Regions from separate parts of the Triticum aestivum genome. Here region 2 is linked to region 1. A link is a contact called in public Hi-C data. All regions are on one chromosome and are shown on one strand. Each heading gives the region's core, a stretch centred on a gene start, on an enhancer-like site or on the middle of the called end of the contact. The rest is flanking DNA. Distances are from core to core; before and after follow the strand shown.

What was found. A called contact is a pair of places that touch in the nucleus more often than the background predicts.
Region 2: a Hi-C map of leaf shows a contact between it and region 1, with 4 times the contacts expected there. The contact joins the promoter of LOC123103306 here to the promoter of LOC123103305 in region 1. A contact is called at or near these places in 2 of 5 Hi-C or Micro-C datasets (both in leaf).

What each region holds. Positions count from the first base shown.
Region 1 is chr5A:346,173,036-346,177,016 of IWGSC CS RefSeq v2.1, forward strand. LOC123103305 (CBS domain-containing protein CBSX1, chloroplastic) reads right to left here and starts at 1,852. Exons shown (of 8, transcript XM_044524835.1): 1 at 1,501-1,852; 2 at 961-1,048; 3 at 811-875; 4 at 123-171. The coding sequence starts at 1,704.
Region 2 is chr5A:346,529,460-346,533,440 of IWGSC CS RefSeq v2.1, forward strand. LOC123103306 (PI-PLC X domain-containing protein At5g67130) reads right to left here and starts at 2,322. Exons shown (of 8, transcript XM_044524837.1): 1 at 2,066-2,322; 2 at 1,675-1,797; 3 at 1,415-1,552; 4 at 1,176-1,274; 5 at 547-850. The coding sequence starts at 2,143.

The DNA.
Region 1 (3,981 bases), core at 602-3,101:
ACCGCTCCTTTAAATTAAGATCCTAACGCATATGTGAATTGAATTTTACAGCTCACAAAATATGTTTTAATGTGATTATGATTTCTTTGCAAGAAAATGATTAAAAGTTCAAGATGGAATACCTGCCATTGAGTCCAAAGCTAATAGATCATAATCTGAGACAACGCCAACCTGCAGGTGGAAATAAAGTTGTGCAGTTGTGGCTGAGTATTTCATTACAGAAAAACTAGGGTGCAACCCAAACCAACAGAAAAAGGTCAAGAAGAAAGCATGTGAAAGTTAGCCAGTTCATCATTGCAATATAATGCTTCCTAGACATACCATGATACAGAACAACAAAAGGGCTCTTTCCTTTTTCCTTGGGAAGAACCTTTCTCTTAACCCTCTCTAAAAATCAAGAATCTAAAACAGTAGGAAGAGGATTGATTTGTCATGGCATATGAAATCCCACATGGATTGCTTAGAAAAGTTATTCTGATGCCGCACATCAATAATTACAGAGAATCAGAGAAGGAGAGAGAAAGAGCTTAGATACATCCAGACTATCAAAAGGAAATTTCCATGATCGGGTTAGAGCTCATATTTAACTTCCTCCAATATTTGTAGGAAACCCCTATTCTATGAAATTCTTTTGATGCAATCATTTGGTCCAAATGCATGGATAGGAAATTTTAGTTGGGATTGCAACACTCTATTTGCCGCCCAAAATCCTTTGTTCCGAAAAAGGTCTGGTATCTTCTGAGATTAGCTACGTCATAGAAAACATGGACTAGGAAACAAGAAGAGCGGTTAAATGTAAATGGCACTGACCAACTTCCAGTCGTCATCGATAACAGGGAAACCAGAGATCCTGTTCTGCACCAGCATCTCGAGCGCTGCACGCAAACCAAAGAACTAGTTAGCAATTTGGAAGCTGGTCAGTAAGCAGAAGAGAAGTACACAACTAAGAAGGGGCGACACCTTCATCAACCGGGGTTGACGCTTTGACGACATGGAGATCCTCCCTTTTCGTCATGAAGTCTCCAACAGTGTACACTCCGTTGTTATTCTGAGTAAGCAGGATGTAACACAAGCAAAATTAATTATTTGAGGCTGAACATGAACACTCAGCAGTAACAACATTTCGTTAAGTATTTGGGTAATGGAATTTGAGCTATCAGCCAAGTTGGTGGTGGAGTGGCGCAAGATCTGCCTCTTGGCTTATGTGGAGATATTGATTCCTCCACTCCACACAACAATTTGCTTCTGGGGAAACCCCAAGCATAGCAGATGATACATCATTTCTTTTCTTTCTGAGATGGCTCATTGCCTTATATTACTCAGAAATAATCCCAGCTGCTTTGTTGCTACAAAAGCAGGCTGGGTGCTTTACCAATTAAGGGGAGCACGAAAGCAAGCGAGCTAGTTGCTTAATCCGTGCACTACACGTAGAGCAGAAAAGCAAGGGACGCAAAATTGGCTTGCTGCAGAAGAGAAAAGGCGTGCGGACGCGGCGCTCACCCCGACGAGGCCGTTTCCAGAGGCCGGCGCCGGCGCTGGCGCGGCCGCCGCGGCGTACGCGCGGACGGACGCCCGCCGGCACCTGCTGGGCGCGGCGCCCCGCCGTGCCGCGCGCGCGGGCCGAGAAGGGACGAGGAGGAGGCGGCGGCCGGCGGCGAGGGACGCGTCGGCGGAGAGGAACAGCGTGGACGCGGCGGCCTCCATGGCGAGCGCGGGGGCAATCAGAGAGGATGGAGGGAGCGGGAGGGAGAGGCCACGATGATATTATGGCAGGAGAGAGGGAGGGAGACCGCCGATGGATGGGAGAAAGGATGGGCTTGCTTGGATTTTTATAGCGGGTCGGCGGGCGAGGGGGGAAGGGGAAGGGAGGCGTGTTGGTTTTACTTTTGCTCCCTCCGGCGGGCGGGGGCGGGGGCGGGGTGGGTGGGGTGGGGTGGATGGACGGAGACGGGAGTGAGGGGGACGGTCGCGGCGGGGCGTGTGGTTCTGCTCGGTTCTTTCTGGCGCGGGAGATTCACCGGCGGTCCGGCGTGCACCTGCACGTGATCGTTTACTTGTTTCTCGTTCGTTTCTGCCTGCGGTTTCTGGCCTTCTTCTCGCGGGCGTGATACCGATCGATGCACGGTGGACTATGCGAATCGGCGATGTGAATTCGGGAATTCGGAGGCAGCCGGTTGGTCTCCTCTACGACTCACTGAAACACGAACAGGCTGATAGCTGCCAACCGGGTCGATGTACGGTTCGAGTTCAACGAAGGGGGGAACAATGGAGTTCTAAAACATGTGTTCACCTTTCTTTGCATGGTGATACATGTCTCATTTATATATTATTACTCCATCTGTTCCTAAATATAAGTCTTTTTAGATATTTCAATAAATGACTGCATAGGGAGCAAAGTGAGTGAATCTACACTTTAAAATATGTCTACATACATCCGTATGTTGTAGTTTATTTGAAATGTCTAAAAAGACTTATATTTAGGAACAAAGGGAGCCAATCATATCTTTCACATATTGTTAACATCCTCGTGCATATCTGATGGTACTTGTAAAGAAACGAAGTAATTGAAAAGAACTTTTTTTTAACATTAGTACAGACAGAAGCGCTCATATATACGCGCATACACTCATCCCTATGAACGCACACACGCACACTTCACAGTCCCTCTAACCATCCAACCACAGGTTGGTTCACAAGAACTTCTTATTCGTTGATCATTGACTTGAGGTATTTATACAAGGATTCTCGTATGTTCGAGATGTCGGTTACAAGAGGAGACGTCTATACAAGGTCCCTGTTTGTAGGGATCAGGTGCCTTTACACAGAGAAGGTGTATGTGCTTCTGCATGGCACTTTGGGCACTAAATAACTGCTTAAGGCAGTTATAATCTAATTTTTTAACACTTCCTCTGCACAAAGTTGCTTCTGGTACAACTTCCATTCCTTGTATAGTCTTGAGAATCCTTTGATCTTGATCATAGTCGTATAGTAACTTTTTCAAAAACCCTATGGGAAAAATATGAGGATAATAGTGTTTGATATGTTGCTAAAACTCCTTTAAACCCAGTAGGAAAATAAGAAGAAAATGATGCAACATATAATGATATTGTCTCTTTTAACTCAATACGAGAAAACCCATAGACTTTAGAGGACAATAAATATATTGTATATATTTTCCTAAAAAACCCGGTGGAAAAAACAGAAAGTATGACATATGATCCCATGTTGATATTACCGCATTAAAACCTTCATGAGAACCTGTAAAGGAAACTCATGAAGAGAAAAAGAGTATAATATGATGCTTTGAACAGGAACAATTCAGGAAGATACTCCTCTTGAATCTTGCAAATTCTGAAGCCACCACATACCAATTCCATGAACATATTTATGACATGTATTAGTTGGTAGAAACCTGGTGAACAAATCAGTCACATGATTTGACTTGCAACATATGCAATATAGCGATATTGCTTATTACGTAACATGTTTGCATCCGGGCGACATAAGCAACATTATCTTTAAAATAATGGTTGGTGGATGTAGCCATGAGGTCTGTTTCAAAGACTTTCATGTATGGCTACCACACCTAGTAGGAACACAAAGCTTTGTCTACGATCTTGTTGGGAATCGTTGCATGGAAAACAAAAAAAGTCTACGCACACACCATGATCTATTCATAGAGATGCATAACAACGAGGGGGAGTGAGGGAGTCCTGAATTAGGGGGTGTCCGGATGGCCGGACTATACCTTCAGTCGGACTCCTGGACTATGAAGATACAAGATTGAAGACTCCGTCCCATGTCCGGAAGGGACTTTCCTTGGCGTGGAAGGCAAGCTTGGCGATACGGATATGTAGATCTCCTACCATTGTAACCGACTTGGTGTAACCCTAACCCTCTCCAGTGTCTATATAAACCGGAGGGTTTTAGTCCGTAGGACAACATATAGAACAATAATCATACCATAGGCTAGCTTCTAGG
Region 2 (3,981 bases), core at 1,072-3,571, 360 kb after region 1:
TTTATTGGTTTAAGCACCAAAACAGCATGAATATTTTTCAAAAACAATCGAGGTGGTTCTTAATTCATCAAGCATCTAATGTGGATCATGTGGATCACTCAAGGGAGGGTTGATCCCTTCTCTTCTTGTGTAACTAGCACATGAGTAAATAAAAAATACCGAATATCCCAGAAAGGACAACTAGCACAATTAGCTCTTAACAGGGAAATGAAAAAACTACACAATTAGCTCTTAACTTAGTTCTAAATCAGAATATGTTCAGCTCATAGTCATCTTTGGAGTAAATTAATCACACGAGACTCTCATGGTCCAATATATTATAAGTTGAAAGGTGAAATGGATGTTAAACAAGGTTCTCAAGACAAAGAAACAACACAACAAAGCCTTTAGTCCCAAACAAGTTGGGGTAGGCTATCTCAAGACATAGAAAGCCAAGAAGAAATTTGTATTTTGGGTTTTAGATTTGCAAATTGTGGTATAGCTATCGCTACCTAGAATCGATAGAACCTCTGTTTTTTTCAATAAAGCCCAGAAAGCCATACTTACACTCATTCTCCAGCAAATAACTCCACTGGTAAGCTATTCCTTCGCTAGACTCCTTTGAAGCATCGGAAGTAAACACAAGCAACCTGTGGTTCTTTGCAACCATATCTGTGACGGTGGGCCACTCCTGCCCACTCGTTGGCATTTCTGAGATAGGGTACCAATACTTCATCAAGTCAGCAGCAGTAAACAATTTGCTCAATCTCATCGGGGCATGTACGTAATCCTCGATGAATATTGTAACAATCTCCGTGGGATTCTCGGATAGAAATGCTTCCACCTCTTTCAACGTGTCAATTGCTGGTTCCTAGAATCACATTGCATTTGAACATTAGGAGTCTGGTCGCCTTAACAGCTATACATCTCGCAAGGTTAGTGATGAATTCAGAAAGGAATCAATTAACTTCCATTCCCCACATTCTTTAGTTCCAATTGATTACCACACTGAAACAATATTATCCACAATAGAATCGTAAGAGTGACAAAACAACACAAGTCTTCGTGTTCATTGTGTTCATGAATTTAACATACGAGTTGACGGAGTATTATAACCGAGCTTCATTAGATTTTGAGGTGGCTTAACTAGAAATGAAATGTCAATTAGTTTGGTATCTGCAAAGAACAGAACTTACGAAAGCAGTGAAGTTGTAGCATTGCCCTTGCAAGGAGTGGCAGAGCCAGACATCCCCACCGAAGTCATACATATCCAGCATCAATCCCCTCACTCCATTCTGCACACACCATTATATCAAAGAAAGAAAAAAAAACTAAAAACACCCATCCTATAAAATCGCGAAAATATAACCTCCCCCCACCCCCAAACAAAAAATAAATAAATAAAAAGATTGGCCCATGTATTCAGTGTAGTTACCCTGAGTTGGTTGGTGACAGTGTCTTCCTGGTTGTAGAATGTAACCCTCTCAACCCCGGTGCGTGACGGCTCGCCGACGATGGAGAATGAATTATGGGTCACCAGCCATGAGTACCTGTTAAATGGCAGCCCCTTCACCTGGACAAAACAAGCATGCCCCATCCCATGGTTGAAGAACAAGATAGATGAGTAATTGCCGAACACAAGCCACAGACAGAGTAATACTACAAGCAAGCGCTTAAGGGAATGCAAGAGTTTACGATGGAGGTGGGCTGGATGGCCAGGTCCCTGATGCAGGACGGCCGCGTCCGGCCGGCGGCGGCGCAATCGCCGCAGTAGAGGCCCACCCCGCAGTCGCGGGCCGCCGAGCACGAATCCCCGACCTGCAAACAAGACCCAGCGGTAAATTCAGGCTCCCTCAAAGATCGCACCACTTTTAGGAAGAAACAGACACTGAGAGATAAATTCAGTTCATGTATCACTCTCGCGGAAGAAGGAGAAAAGAACAGTATGCTCATGCCATGCCATCAGGAATTATAGGCATCAAGAAGGGTTAGATCGAACTGGACAAGAACTTGATGGGAGACACAGCAGGTAGGTAACACGCAAGAATCGGAACCGTGGAGAGGATCGGGCTGACGAATCGGGTACCTGGCAGGTGCAGGGGACTAGCAGCAGCAGCGCGACGTGGAGCGAGAGGAGGAAGCGGCGGCAGGAGAGGCGCGCCATTAGTGGCCACCAACCACTCTCTCCACCATGGAGTGAGCTAGTGATCTGCTGCTGCGAGAAGGGAAAGCAGGGGAAGCACTACATGGCTGCCCTTTTTCTCTTTCTTTCTTTCTTTCTTTATTTTCGACGAGGGACAGCGCCGGAGGAGGGGTCAAATCGTCAACACGCTTTCCCTTTGTTTTCTTGGTAGGATCCCCCGGTCCTTTTCTTTACAGAATTAACCGACAGCAACAAGCAACGGTAGTACTAGTATTTATAATAGTTCACGTACATGATTTGGAAATAGCATACTCCCTTCCATCCATATTACATGTCCCACAAATAAATGTATGTAGTATTGAAATACATCTCTATAGAGCTATTTAAGCGACGAGTAATATGAATCGAAGAAAGTAGGAATCTTCACATGAGCTTGGAGTGGATAAAACTTTTTACTATAAAATGCTGGACAAATGAATCCCAAAAATTATACTGCATTTGTGCGGGCAAAATCTTTGAATCAAAGAGGAATGTAGTGAATATTGTGGCATCATTTCAATAGGTCTCTCGTAATCTAGTTTTATCCTATACAAAAATATGGTACACACTTTTGGTGTACTTTTGAAAAAAAAAGCACAAAGAGTATTAGCGCTCCTCACAAGTAAAATAGCAGTCTTAAAATCATCCCGTCATGCTCATGCGCTCTTTTCTTCCTTTTGTTAATGTCATTGAACGACTGTCCCCACCGCCAGGCTCTGTCATCATCACTGTCCACGTTGTACCGCTTTAGAAAGCAGTTGGAGTCCAGCTGTCTCTCCATGAAGAGAGATGCCTTGACCTCAACGCTAGAACCACTGGCATGCCCGTTCATCAGCTTGGATGTGACTGTTGAGTGACTATACTGATATCGAGATACAAGAGCGACGTCCCATGTAGCAAGCATGCACTCCAACAACAGGGTCCAAACATAACGCTATATGTGTAGGGTGCGAGTCGAGATAGTGGAAGGATATTAAATCTTTTAATGTTTTATAATATAATATTAAATCTAGTTTATAATAGATCAATAGAACGTTGGATACAAGTAGATGCAAGGTAATTGAGCGGACCCTAAACAAAGATGCAACTGCAAACGGCTATATGTCTTAAAATTATTATCAAAGTCGCAACTAAATTTGTCACGGTTACACCATCATAGCTCTTTCCCACAATTGACAACATCAAGACAAATCCAGTCAAACCACGAAGTACCTACCTGCAACTATAGAGGAAGAAATCTCAACAAATCATAACAGTAGTAGACCGTCGCGTACATGGAGGTTGGCAATCGCGTCAAGCATACCAGCGATGGGGCCGCCAAACCAAGAAGATAGTGTTACAGTTGTTGATGCACATGAAAACACGCGACCTGGAGTACAAATAACCAACCAACTTTTCATAAAGAGTAACCGGGACACAAAAACTCTGGAGCTCCTCAGCAACGCAACACCAATAAAAACGATTGGAGTTGAAGGACTTTTATTCAAAATGACATTGATAGCATTGTTAGAGCAACATCACTAAGACACAAAACTTGCTACACAAAGGGTGAGAGACAAGGGGAATCCCCTTCCCTCCGCCTCACGGTGTCGGAGCAGCGGCTGAAAGCAAAGGGGAGAGGAGATTGATTTTGTGGCAGCTAGGGTTTCTCCACAATGAAGGTTTTATGTCACACACAATCAGTCAATCACTTAGCCTTTCACAGTATGGTCTTATGAACATCTTGTGTTCATGAACCGCAGAAATCTATGAATCTATTGTTCATGTTCCTCTTTTCGTATCCGGTCACAAGTTCCTGTTCAGTAAAATACGCAGTGGAA